Linked DNA regions of Gasterosteus aculeatus: region 1 is linked to region 2. Evidence: chromatin contacts called from public Hi-C data. All regions are on one chromosome and are shown on one strand. Each heading gives the region's core, a stretch centred on a gene start, on an enhancer-like site or on the middle of the called end of the contact. The rest is flanking DNA. Distances are from core to core; before and after follow the strand shown.

Region 1 (6,616 bases), core at 2,341-4,840, 92 kb after region 2:
GGCTGTAAATAAAGACAGTGGGCTGCCCCCCCCACCTGAGCTTAAAAGCTATTTCATGGCTGTCAATGCAGCTTGAAACTGGCTTTTTCAAGAATAAAATGAATTGTGAAATAAAAGGTGGAACGCAATCCAATTTACAAACTAGCATTCCTAACACATTCCCTTTGTTATGCTCACCTACATGAAAATAGCAATGTCAGGCTGACTCTGTGATTTGTTTGCAGTCATTTCAAGGTTCCCACCTCAGGTTTTTGCTATCAGGGCTTCATCTTGAAAGACTACTTGTCAAAACCCTCGATTTCATCCATGACTGACTTTGTCAGCTCGCAGCAAGAAGACAGATTAATCTCCCGTTTATTTAGCCTGCCCGGACAATCTGTCTCTTGCTCAGCAGAGAGTGATATTGGATCCTTGCTGCCGTACACATACCAGTAATGTCACACTGAAACTTACTCGTCAGGTGCCTTTGTGTCCTGTTCCATTCATCTAAAGTGACGGGTAGAGGAACCTTCAACGCCTTGTTTAGCAACATTACAAACAGCCAAACAGGTCAAGGGGTCAAAGGCACAGGTTACTGTGAATCAGGAAACATTGACTGACTGACGACTGGAAGAAACGCTGAAAACGTCCATGAGCACAATCGAAAAGGATCGCAAATAATAATTCACAGCTTCTCCTTCCCTTTTGCTTTTAAGTAGCCATATTTTTGGAAGACACTTTCAAAATGTTATTATGACCCTTCGTCTGCTTCAAAACGTTTTTAGCAGGTTAGCCTGCTTGGCTATTAAGTGAGGGGTTGATATTTTATTCACGCCTTAACACAATATGTACAGTTTTACTGACAAATTTTATCAAGATGTATTGATTAGCAATTTGTTTCATAACAAATCTAAGAGCAATGTTGCTAATGAATAATTTAATTTGGTATTATTTCTTTTGTGATGTAAACGCCCACCAAAAGCTAATGCTACAAACTGGAGGTTTAGCGGCGTACTTGATGCAGGTGCAATATGGTAACTACTCGGTTTGTTTGACAATAAATACAAGCTCAACTAGCAGGAATGTGATACAGCATTCGTGCACGTCACAGCTTTTAACCAGGACAGGCCTGTGCTCCGTTTACGGAAGCTGCAGTTAACGGTTGCCGTGAGTCACATTGGCACAGAAGCGTCCAATGCTGGACGGTTTGTTGGTTCTGTCTCAAAGGACTTTGTGTACAGTTTGATGTCAACCAACAGCATTTTTGGCAAAAAGAAAGATTGCCCACGTGACCGCAGCAATTATCCCTTCCCGCTCTTAGTTTAACCCTTTGTTGGCGGATAGACGATGTGGCAAGTGGCTGGTTCCTCCAAGGCCAGTGACTCAGCTCAGATGTAAACAGGTTCAATGAAACAATGAGCTTGGTCGGTACCTGTCCCACTTCATGCACGTGCGCGCTCCCCGCAGGCTGCTGCTGACCTTTTCTCTTGAAAGGGAAACCCGGGCCTCGGCTTCCAACATTAACAAAGAGCGATGCCGCGCTCGCTGACATTAGCCGAGCACCAGCCCTCCCCTTCTCCGTCGCACGGGGTTTGTCGGAGAGCAGTGGGCTCACGGGGCTGTCACTTTGAATGACTCCATGAATGGGCCCAGGCCTTTTAGAAGCACGCTGCTTGGCTGTAAGCTGTTTTGACATGGGCCCTAATGCCTCTCTTGCACTTGGCCAAAGGGTTTAGGTTCAGAGCCCCGCGCACGGGGAGGAGAACCACGGCGTTCGGCGGCTCACGGCGTGCAGAGACACGCGCGAGGCTTTTTCTGCCTGGCTGAGAGGGAATGACGGGGACATGTGGCTCAAACGGGGCTGGATGGATGTCAGTCGCTGCTCTCCCATCTCGCCCTCTGACCACGTGGCCGTCCGTCCGTCACTCACTGTCTGTCTGGTTGCCGGGCAGTTGAGGAGAATATGGATGAGAAATAAACATGAATTTACGTCATAAACTGCTCGGCAGATTGAGAACAGATTGCTTTTGCGGTAAGCAGATTTAGTGGAGGTTAAAACACAAGTTATTGTTTTTGGAGCTGGATTTTTATTAGAAATATTGTTTAGTCCGACATGTAATTTCATAATTTTAATTCAGAGTACAAATCACCAGTACAACAGTACCCACGTTGAAAAAAGAAAGTTGCTGTGCAGTTTTCGTTAGTGGGCGCCCTTTTAATATGTTAAAGGTAAATGCAGGTGCATTTAAAAAAATACCTGGGCCTTTTAGAGCCACTGGGGCAAGAAAACAGATCATGCAGGTAAATGTAATACTCATCCACCTTTTAGCTCTTTTAGTTTTCAGAGTCTACCCACTAAATGAAAGTATATGTCTCTGTGGCTGCTACATGCTCCACTATCTCGTTGCTAACCTTGTTTGTTTGCTGTTTGGTGCTTTGTTGGTAACGCGTTTATCACAGATAATTCCTTGAGAACACCGGTCTGCAGCAGCTGAAGCAAAACATTGAAGTTGCAGGCCATACATCCCAAATAATGCAATGCAAAAATCCCCTGTAGAGCTCAGGGGAGTGAAAAACGTCCATTAGAGCATTTGTAACAAGATGAAATGATAATGTCGTTCGAGCAAAACAAGTACTTATTTGCAACAAGAGAATTCTGTGCTGCAGTTATACGTGCACGGACCTATTTCAGGCAGTTTAACAACATGAAAAAAGGCGGTTAATACAAAGTGCGCTCGTATTATATAGTCTCTAAGAGCATTTTTGATTATTTGGTTATATGGTTATTAAGACGGAGGCGGCTCCTGCTTAGAACCCTCGGAGAGCCCCATTGGAGCACAGGGATGTCCATCCCTCTAGGCTCTCGGATCAACACGCCTCCGTTGTTCATGAGTTCTATATATCAGGATGTTTGCCAGATGATTTGCATATAGGCGATTGGCATAGTTCTAGGTCTGGACATGCTATTCTTAAAACACGTGGTTCCTGTTGAACTGCATTTGACCCAGATAGTGGTGCATCTTTCTGCAACATGTTCGTGTGCTGGTGGTGTGACTTGAAATACGCGTTGATCGTGCAATCCGGCCTTTAAACGGTCTTCACCCATTATTACTATGCATTTATAGTTCAAGTGTAATTTAATTCTAGCGTAAGCGTGCATTTTTATACTTTAATACTCAACAATAACAATTTTTTATATTCAGTTTATATGCTATATTTCTTAATTTCATTGGTTCAATTTTACACAAAATGTAGAATCAACAAGTTTGTGTGGATGTTATTTTTTTAACATCCTAATATTTTTACTACAATAAGAAGTTACAATCTGCTGAGAACTATCTACTTTCCCCCAGCAAGACCCTAAAGGTCACCTCAAGAGCTCGCTGGAGAAATGGCTGTGTGGTTATGTGCATTTGTTGAAAACAAATTTCAGAGCCCTGTGAGTGAGTCAAACTGTAGACTCTTATTTAAACATCCAAATAATCCTAATCTTGAATAAATAGGGGCACCTGGCCTCACTGTTCGCAGCAATAAAGCCCCCTGGAAGCTTAGATAACACAAACACAGCAAGTAATACCTGCAGATAACACTGGTTTGATCCACGTGTGCACTGCAGACCAAAGGCCCCTGCTGATCTGTGTTGATAAAAGCCAGACCACAGGCCGTGCAATTGGCTACGGCAGTTATTCTCTCCGTCAAATGTGTTTCCGATGACTTGTTTGTTTGTTTATTGGCGGCTTCGGAATGTGCGATCTGATCCTACGCTTACAGTAACCCTGCCTGAAGTCCTCTGTTTCATCCTCCGTGTCGAAAATCACAGGTGAGGATCAAAAGAGGACACATGCGCTGTGATTATCAGGTGAGACTTCAAAAGCTTTTTATGAATATTAGGAGCAGGCAGAGAGATTGACATATATTTAGAATAGTGCTGACTCACTGGTTCAAACACACCAATGATTAGGCAAACATTTTATCTGCCTTTTTAGGCAGAAATGAGCAGATCTCCTTCCAGGAGATCAAAGGGCTGTGCTATGCATCACTGCCATCTAATGGTGAGGGAACAACACTTAAATCTCTGAAAAATAGAATTGGATTTTTGAATTCATGTTTTACATGCACGAGTGGCATTTGTCACTTTTTATGAATTTAAATGACTCGAATGATGTCCCCTTTAAAGAAACGATAAGCCAAATCCCAAAGTTCAGCTAGAACCGGAGCAACCAAGGTGGTCCCTCTTTTGTGATTATCCTTCGCATGTACGCGTGTTCTCCTAATTCCTTCCTGCTGAGACACCTGCCCAGTTATTGTTTTGTAACAATTAAAATCACCAAGCGATTCAACCGTATCTGATCAAACCAGCCCACCACCTTTTGTATCCGCAACCTCATGCTCTCATGTGCTTTTGTGTTTTAATTACATGTATCAAGCATCTAGCAATGGCTGCAGCTGGCCTGTGGCCGTGTGTGCACTGCACTAACTCATAAACATTACATCGTCACGACAGCAAAAGCACAATAGGGGATGGCAAAAGACAATCGCTGTCACGAGCGCTGGTTAAATACAGGTCCGAATGTAAGAAAACACTGACTGAGTGGCAGCGGGGGGGATAAACGCACACTTAACAGCAGCACGTTGATACACTGTATCCGCTGTCGGAACAATTCACCTGCCGCCATCTCTCAGCGCCGCCATTCATGGCCTCACCGCGTCTGCAAATTGACGTGTCATCACTTGACTTTATTGATCAAACCTCAGGTGCAAAGTGGAGCCCCCCCCCCCCCCCCCCCCACACTGAACACCTATTTCTTTTTTGTTGTTTTTCAAGCATTTTAAAACCCCAGCGTTTCATCAACGTGCCGCTCTCTCCGTCCCTTTGGAGTGCAGTGCGGGTAAACAAGGCGCTGAAAGCCGTCTTTACAAAGCACTACAAAACTTGGTTTAACTGTAGCCGTCTGGCTTTCAGTGCCATACAAACACGGGGCTAATGCAATCCCGGCTAACCCCCCGGTGCCCACGGTGGTCACACTAGTGTTGCACGCTGACAGCTCCTGTTAAGCCTCTATTGTGTGGACACAGCCGGGGAAGACAAGAGAGGAGGTGGTTAGAAGCACAAAGGGGACATGGGTCCGCTCTCCTCTCTCTCTCATCACAGCTGCCTTTTCTTCTAGGTACCGCTGTGTCGATCATCCTCCATGAATGGGGATCCCCGGGCCTCAGTCCTCACGAGATGAGGGGAGTCTGGAGAGGAGGGAGGGGAGTTAAGGTGAGTGGGGGGGGGGGGGGGGGGGGGGGGCGCTAACCAAACTCCTGGACCTTCAAAGACAGGTGCAGGCCAAGATATGAGAGACTAATAAAGGCGGCGAAAGATAAGTCGCTCTGACGGACTCTGGTTGGAGCTCGGTGGCTTCCTCGGCCGCCCTCCCCCGTCCCCCCCCCGCCTCTCTTTCACTGCTCCTTTGTCTTAGGTCAACTACTCGAGCAGAGGCGTCGTTGTGCGCTGTTGTGCCTTGATGATTCGCACACGTTCAAAGCAAAGGGGGAAAAAAAGATACAAGCTAAAGGATGTGGCTGTTTCCTTCACACTGTGATTCAAGACAAGCTTTAGTCTTTACAAGACCATTTTGAACTTATTTATCTTACTTATCTGAACAATCTGGAACTTGATGAAAACACAATAGAAGTTCAGCTTACAGCTGTGCCTCATAATATAGAACTAGACAATTCTGTAATTGATTCCATTTCTGCAGATGTTATATACTATAAAATCAAAATGAAATTTGTATAACATTAACCTATTTTTAAACAATTCAATTCAGGCAATCGTCCATGATTTTTGAAGTTTACGTTAGTTTTAATTTATTATATTCATTCAGTTCAGTTTTGGAGAAATTCTTTTCAACTTTGATATATGATCAATAAAAAGGTGCCAAGTAATGCTCCAGGTACCAATTGTGACACACGAGATGACCTTATTTCTTATGTATTTAAACTACTGACAGTATAAAGCTACAGATCACTAAACATTTGTGGTTTTTACACTGAATTGAAACTTAAAATGTTATATTGTTGCTGTAGCAGTTTGAGTTGTTTCAACTTCTTTCTCTATTTAAAGTGCATGTGATCCTTTGTAACAAGTTATGTGCACCAACATGTTTCATGTCCTATCTTTGGGAGAGTTAATCAGGCTTTCCATATTAAAAAAATGCTAAAGGTCACTAAGGTCACAGAAACAAAGGCCTTTATGAGGGGAGTGGAAGCCCTGTGTGCCGGGGATGACAGATGCCGAGACGTGATTGGCTTGTTCCTGCACGGATGGGATTCGCTGTCAACAGGTCCCAATTAGTCCAATCAGAGTGGAAGGAAATGGCACAGAAAGGATACTTTGTTAATGCTACTGTTTGTGAAGCTGGAGGCAAAAACAAAACACAATTGCTAGTTCTTTCTTCCCACCCCACTGGGCCACACCAGATTCTATGGGGACAAATTAACTTTGGATTTAGAGTTGTTGTAGCATCGCTTTGTTGACATTTGCTGGAGCACTGGGACGACATTTTCACGGTTTTTAATGTTGCTGTTGATGTGAATATCGACCTTCTGCGTCGCTTTTGTGTTTCTGAATAGCATTCAATGACAAGAA
Region 2 (6,409 bases), core at 1,200-3,699:
TGTTCCGAGGGAGGGTGGTTTAGTGGTGCTGATAGCGCCTGTGTGTCCTGCCCGCTACATACTGATTCATTTAAGCTTTGTTTGGCCTAAGCCTCAAAGTGACAGGCCGTTCACTCCTCGCCCTCCCTGAGATCTCTCCATTCACACCTGCAAAGATGCCCAAGGAAAACACGAGGCCTCGCCGGGCCCATGTTATGATACCTGCACCAGTGGGTTCTCCCTCCGTTCCCATAACTCAATGCTCACTCGTCCGCTGACACCTAAACAATTCGGGGAGACATGAGGTTGCCCATGCACGTGCATTATTTATTTATTATATACATAAATATGTCTATCAAAAACTGTATTCCAATTAAGATGTTGTGTTCGGATGACGGAATAGGTCTATTGCGTCTACTTGTTGTAAGTAGAAGCAAGTGTGAGATAAAAAATAACAGACACATCAAATGGAAAACAGACTTAATATCACTTGCCTTTGTTACTGCTGCATTGTGGCTACTGAAACAAAATGACCAGGTCCTTCTGATGAAGGATTCGTCTCCTTATCTAAAGTGGCATTGGCCTCATCCAGACTCCATAGACGTAGAGGTTTAGTCAATATATCTCATTCTATTGAAAACTTTTGACTGGTACTGTATACAAAAATATCTCAAATTGGGTTTGCTATTCCTTTATGTAGACATTTTGGGGAATGCAATTTTTAGAATTAGAGTTGAGAGTTAAACAGGATTAATACCACTCTCGTGTCTGAAGTAAGTGAGTCCGCACTTTACCACAAGTGTCCAATTATACTTTTGAAGAATTTTTTTGGGAGTTCTGTTTGAATGAAAGACGATTTAAAAAAATACTCTATCAGTCAGTTTTTTTCAGTAAAGAACATTTTACATGCTGGTCACTTGGTACAGTAGCGCTCGGCGACTTTGCATTTATTACTCTATGGTCCATCTCGGAGGACTCATAGTATATATAAGCACTGCCCTGCGTTCCTGCCTGGCCTTTTGCCCTCCACGGCATAGAGTGAAATCCTCTACGCTGCACGATGACAGAGGACACTGCATCATATCACTCCCGTCTATTTCTACCTCTCTGCGGTCTGGCTGTTATTCGGGCTGACCCGCGTTTTTTCTAATTTGGTGATGATCTGTAAAGTGACCCGCCTGCCCCCACGGTGGGGGGGCGGGGAGGGAGAGGGAGCAAGAGTGGGAAACCAGGGATTTCCTTACCACGCAGTCTCTCGGGTTGGATGGATGATACTGTATACACACCCCAGCCCTATCAACCCACCCTCTCCTCCTGTTCCTCCTCCTCCTCGGACCCACAGCGAGACCAAGGCTCCAGCTCTCAAGTGCACCCTGGCATTGTCCGACATACCCTCCCTGCCCCTGGGTAAACTGAGATGCCAGGAATAATTAATGATGGTGCCGGCCATGGTATCGGTCCAGGCAGGGCAGAAGACTCTTTCTCCCACCTCCTGCTGAGAGGTTGCTGTGCTGCCATCTCCATTTGCACTAATTGGTTTGAACCCATTGCCGCTCTACAACGCAGACTCACCCTTTTGATGCATGTCAGTACGTGCTCGTGTATTTCACTAAGCTCATTAGTTAATTAGGTACACTGGTAATCATGCTCCACTCCAAATCCAAAATATGTTTCATTTAGTATAATCGTAGTCTGTCTAGGAAGGTGTCCCTGATGGAGGTTGCTTGGGCCAAAATGTCAACTTTCCCAAAATAAACCACATATATACAGGAGATATTCCAGTTAAATGAGGGCTATCATTTTCTGTTGCAAGGAGATCATTTAGGTTTCTAACCCAGAGTACTCCAAATGTTGTTCACCTTCTCGCATTGAGCTACCTGCATATACCCCTTATTGTTTCATTTCAGAGTGCAGGGGGACTGGCTGACTCTAATCCACGGCCACAAAAGAGGTTTAAAACACTCTGGTTTCATCTAATCTTCCAGCTCAGACCTAGCCGAGCTTGAAACTCGCTTTCTCCATGATAGGAATGGACAAATAAAGGTCTCTCCCAGTACTCTCATGAAAGGGGTATGTGTGCTCTGTGGATTAGGCCCTGTGTTTTCTCTGTCTCTCTTTCTCCATTAGACTGAAAAGGATGAAGAAATAAAGACTCCCCTGTTCTTGCGGTATTGTATGGCTTTGTGAGTTTTATCATTCAGTTCTGATGTTTTTTTTAGGTAGTCTGGGTGTCTAGAATCCCGTAACAGAAGAGCAGGACTATAAAAGAGCATGTATCTGAGCGGTTAGTATTCTCAACGTTTTGGTAGTTTGAATTTTCCAATTCTCTTGTTAAGTGACAATGTAAGTCACCATAATTAAATTTAGTTACATGTTAGACGGTTGTTCAGCTATTTTGTATATATTTGTTAATGTATATCAATTCTATAATGACCTAATATGTTACCTTTGACTCACTTTCTACCACATACCGTACATTTGAGATATTGGCGATGAACACGCTGTTTAGTGAGAGAGATTGCGTGTTCTATACAGGCACTTCCACGGGCAGCTCGTCTCCTCTAAACGGAGGGTCCTTCAGCTCCGGCGCATGTTTTCAATCGTCTCCTCTCACAGCTTCTGACAACTACCCCAAACAAACGGTGTGTCACTGAACTGGTATTTTGTGAAGTTTTGTTAAAGCATTATGTTTTTACTGTACTGTCACAACTTTACCCAGCGATAACGCCAATAGCGTCAAAACGAGGTGTAACATGTAAATGCGTCTGTTGGCGTTTGTTGTCGTGAGTTGCTAGCTTGTTGCTAACTTTTATCTTCTGGCAATTTAAATTAAGCTAGCGTGAAGTGCTTACAACTTATTTAACTGTGGATGATGTATTCTAACGTTGACCAATGAACCCTGTTGGTAATAATAAGATGTCCCGATGACTCAAAAGAGTCGCGTGCTGTATTTCACAATTGAGAATAGTAAAATAAGAAAAAACGAGAGCCATCAAATAATTCTAATAAAATGCAGAGTACTTGATTTATAACCTTTGTAATTGGGAAGTTAAAATCATCTATTATAATCATCTTACGAAGGGGGCTGCACTGCAGGCTTAGTTTAGTTATAACGTTAGATTAAAATGTCTGTTTCTTCCTGAATTTCTCCCCTCACTGTTAATGAACAAGGGTGGAATTGGAATCTATTTCTACACCTGTTTATTTATATGTATTCATATTATCTATCGTATTCAAAAAGCCAATTTAGAGGAAATGATCTCCTTTATCCAGCTTCCACTCACAGAAAAATGGACAAATTCCCAACTTGGTTGTGCGAGTAATATTTTCTCCACCGCTTTGTTCAGTTAAAGGTGCGTTTTTAAGTTCCTGCTGAACTCCGGAAACGAAACAGAGACAGTTGTACGATGTACAAACAGCACTCGGTCAAACATCTCACCATGCATTACTTAGTCTGCAGTCACTCATCACATCCCTGAAGTTGACTAACAGTTGTAACACTGGGGGCGACGTGCTGCTTGACGAAGTGTAACATCTTGTTGTTTTCCGTGTGTTCTTTGTCCTCTCGAGGTGTTTTTCGAGATTGTGACACACTGAACATTTACTCGTGTTCATATTTTAGCCGTATGGACAAACTCCCTATTGGTCCAAAAGCCCATTACTCCTTTATAATGTTTGGAGATGCATAATGAAGACACTGGCGCTGTCAACTCTCTTGTGTCTCTTTTTTTCCTCTAGTGTCCAGGTAAATGACCTCATGGAGGAAATGGGTGATAATGCAAACAGATAAGGCTCCGGGTACCTGTTGAACACAGCCAGGACCTCCTAAATCTGGACCCTCTGACACGGTGCTCAATCAGTTCCTGCTTCAATGACAACCACAAGGCATTGAGCTCTTATCTGCAATGGCCCCTGCTTAGCATTCACGCCATTCACGCAAACAATGCCACCTCTTTCCACTCAGTGGATCTGTGACTGACAGTGGGTGTTGGTGCACTTGTGTCTTACTTCAACCGCAATGTGACGCTGGTCTGTTTATCCAGTCCAGATAACCCCACCAAGACACAATAAAGGGCGTGTGTCTTCCCCGCCACTTCCCATGTTGTTTGTCTAACTGGACTTTTATAATGGAGCTCGCTCTCTATTTGGCACTTTGGTTTCCTCCGCAGGAGGATCTGTATTATACGGGGGGGGAGCGGAAAGGCTGACTGATGATCGTATAGCCGGCTCACCACCCACTGACCAGCCAGCGAGGTGGAAGTGGCCCCTTGGCAAAAAAAAAAGGTCAAAAGCAGGAAAACCGCAGATAAGAACTAATAGCTGAGGAATTAAGATGTAGCAGCAATGGACACATTGAGGCCATTTTTTTCCTCCTTTTTTAAAAGCTTGTTGGCAAAGAATAGAAAAAAGAAATACTACTGGTGCGACGAGTTGGCTTTTTGTTCTATCTAGAATGCAGCTTTTGAGTTATGTCCATTCTTCTGCAGTTTTCATCATGCAGCTCAGATCTCATATTTGATGAGGCACATACCAGCAGGGGATCTTGGGCTCCCATGCCTCCATAATGGCCTCTGTGAAGCGGGGAGGGGGGGGGGGGCATTATAAAGCTTCTATAATAAACCCCTGTGATCAGTACACCCCTCCCTCCGTGCTCTTATTTATGAATGGCAGAATTTGACAAGAGGGCAGCTTAGGTGGGTAGCCGCCGATCACATGATACCAGCACTAAAGAGCCGAGCGAGGAATGTGGACAGGCCTCTCCCTTCACCTCTCCTAAAAAACTTTGATGCCCCATATCGTAACGAATACCCTCTATTCCTTCCCTCGTATGTCCAGCAATGTCGAAGGAGGAGAACGGGTGCTGCAGTCGGGGCGGCGGGGGGGCATAGATAGTGGCTGCGTTTGATCTGAAGGTCGCCAGCCCCTTGCTGGTGTTGAGAGATCCTTGGCATACGAGGCTGGCTCTTATTTAATAACATGAAGGGGAAGCGGACCTTTCTCTCATAATTAGGCCTAATTACCCAGTAGGTGTGGACAGACGGCCCAAGAAGAGACAAACTGCCTTTATCCGCGGACTTAGAGTCAGATTACCCCCGAGCTGTCTTATCTGTTATAGAGCCAGCAGGAGCCTCAATCCTCCTCTCCCGAATCTTCCCACTGGCTCCCACATCCAGCTCAGGTATATTAATCAGTCAGTCTGATTTATTACGCCCTGTCCAACACAAGTGTGATGAGGCCTTGCTGGTGCCTGGGGCTTTTCCCTTGGACACGTTTAATAAGACAGTTCACTGACCTATTGGGTACTTGTCATCTATAACTCCATCACTTTATAAAAACCTTTGTTATGTTCATTGAAGTGCTGGTCCGGGAGTGTTTCGGAGACCTTAATAGAGCAAGATCCTTGAGGATCTGCGACCAGAGGATCCCACCAACCTCAGCTCCCTACGGCCGCTGCCCCAGACAGTGTCCCTGCATTCACCACTGCCACTCTCTGTTGGAGGGGAACAGTTTAAGGGTCCTTGCAAGTAGATTAGAAAGACATCCTGCCACCGTCTTGTTTGTTTACAGTACCTGTCTCCCCCTTCCTGAGTTGCTTGCATGTTTGTATTTGGGTTTGTGGGTGACTCACTTGCAGCCACCACAACAGACCCATTGTTGTGAGCAACTCGGATTCCCCGCAAAATGCTGACGCCTGGAAAACCGAAGGGAAAGTCCACAGAGGAAGTATTGGCAGGGGAAAGTGGCCATTTTACTCCTCTTTTAGTTATACGGTCCCCGAGCCACCAATCCCCCCCCCCCAACGGCGGTCGGTGATTGACATCGGAAAGTCTTCCTGCCACTAGTCCTGAGACAATGAAACCAGACGGTTTCAGGCTGCCGGGTCCATGACTCACGGCTTCACGCAGGCCTGCTGCAAGAGGACAAGGGGCGCTTAATCCACCTGTTATCAGAGGGAGCCTCACCTTGTCACACACTCCTAGTCGCAGGGCTCTGGCTCAGGAATGCGGTATTACCCACCCATTCACAGCTTAACTAGTAGACCCTCGCAAAAACACTGTGGACATTTTTTTGATATATTATTACAATCACACAAAAACACGTTTGGACAGTTGTGGGCTGAAGGGTTTCCTGCTGGTTTAGTTCAGAGAATTGAGCAATATCTAATGGGGTATGTCTTGTACAAAGAGCCATATGCTGGGAGCCTCTCCAAATAGATACCAAATGTCTTTTTCTTGATAATGTTCCATATTTTGGATGGACATTTTCTACAGTAAGCATGAGAGTCAGCGTGTGTCTCCTGGAGTGGTAAACCGATAGGAAAGTTGATGGGACGACCGTCCTCTTGAGTGCGTCAGACTGCAACGGCGTGTCCTTAATTAGGCAGGCCGGTCAGGGGTCTCCGTCTCTCCGCTTCGGAGGTTCACACGGA

Evidence for each region. Hi-C and Micro-C count contacts between places; a contact is called where the count stands out from the background.
Region 1: a contact with region 2 is called in a Hi-C map of skeletal muscle, with 3 times the contacts expected there. The contact joins the enhancer-like site here to the promoter of gnb1l in region 2. A contact is called at or near these places in 4 of 6 Hi-C or Micro-C datasets (skeletal muscle, tail fin and whole body).

Annotation. Positions count from the first base shown.
Region 1 is chr13:17,607,766-17,614,381 of fGasAcu3.hap1.1, forward strand. No RefSeq gene overlaps it. Among protein-coding and RNA genes, the nearest start is that of LOC120831295, 47 kb to the left of the region's middle. Within about 2 kb of position 3,591, at least 1 of the 9 cell types and tissues checked has open chromatin away from gene starts, as enhancers often do.
Region 2 is chr13:17,517,203-17,523,611 of fGasAcu3.hap1.1, forward strand. gnb1l (guanine nucleotide binding protein (G protein), beta polypeptide 1-like) reads left to right here and starts at 2,450. Exons shown (of 7, transcript XM_040196599.2): 1 at 2,450-2,621. The coding sequence starts at 2,472.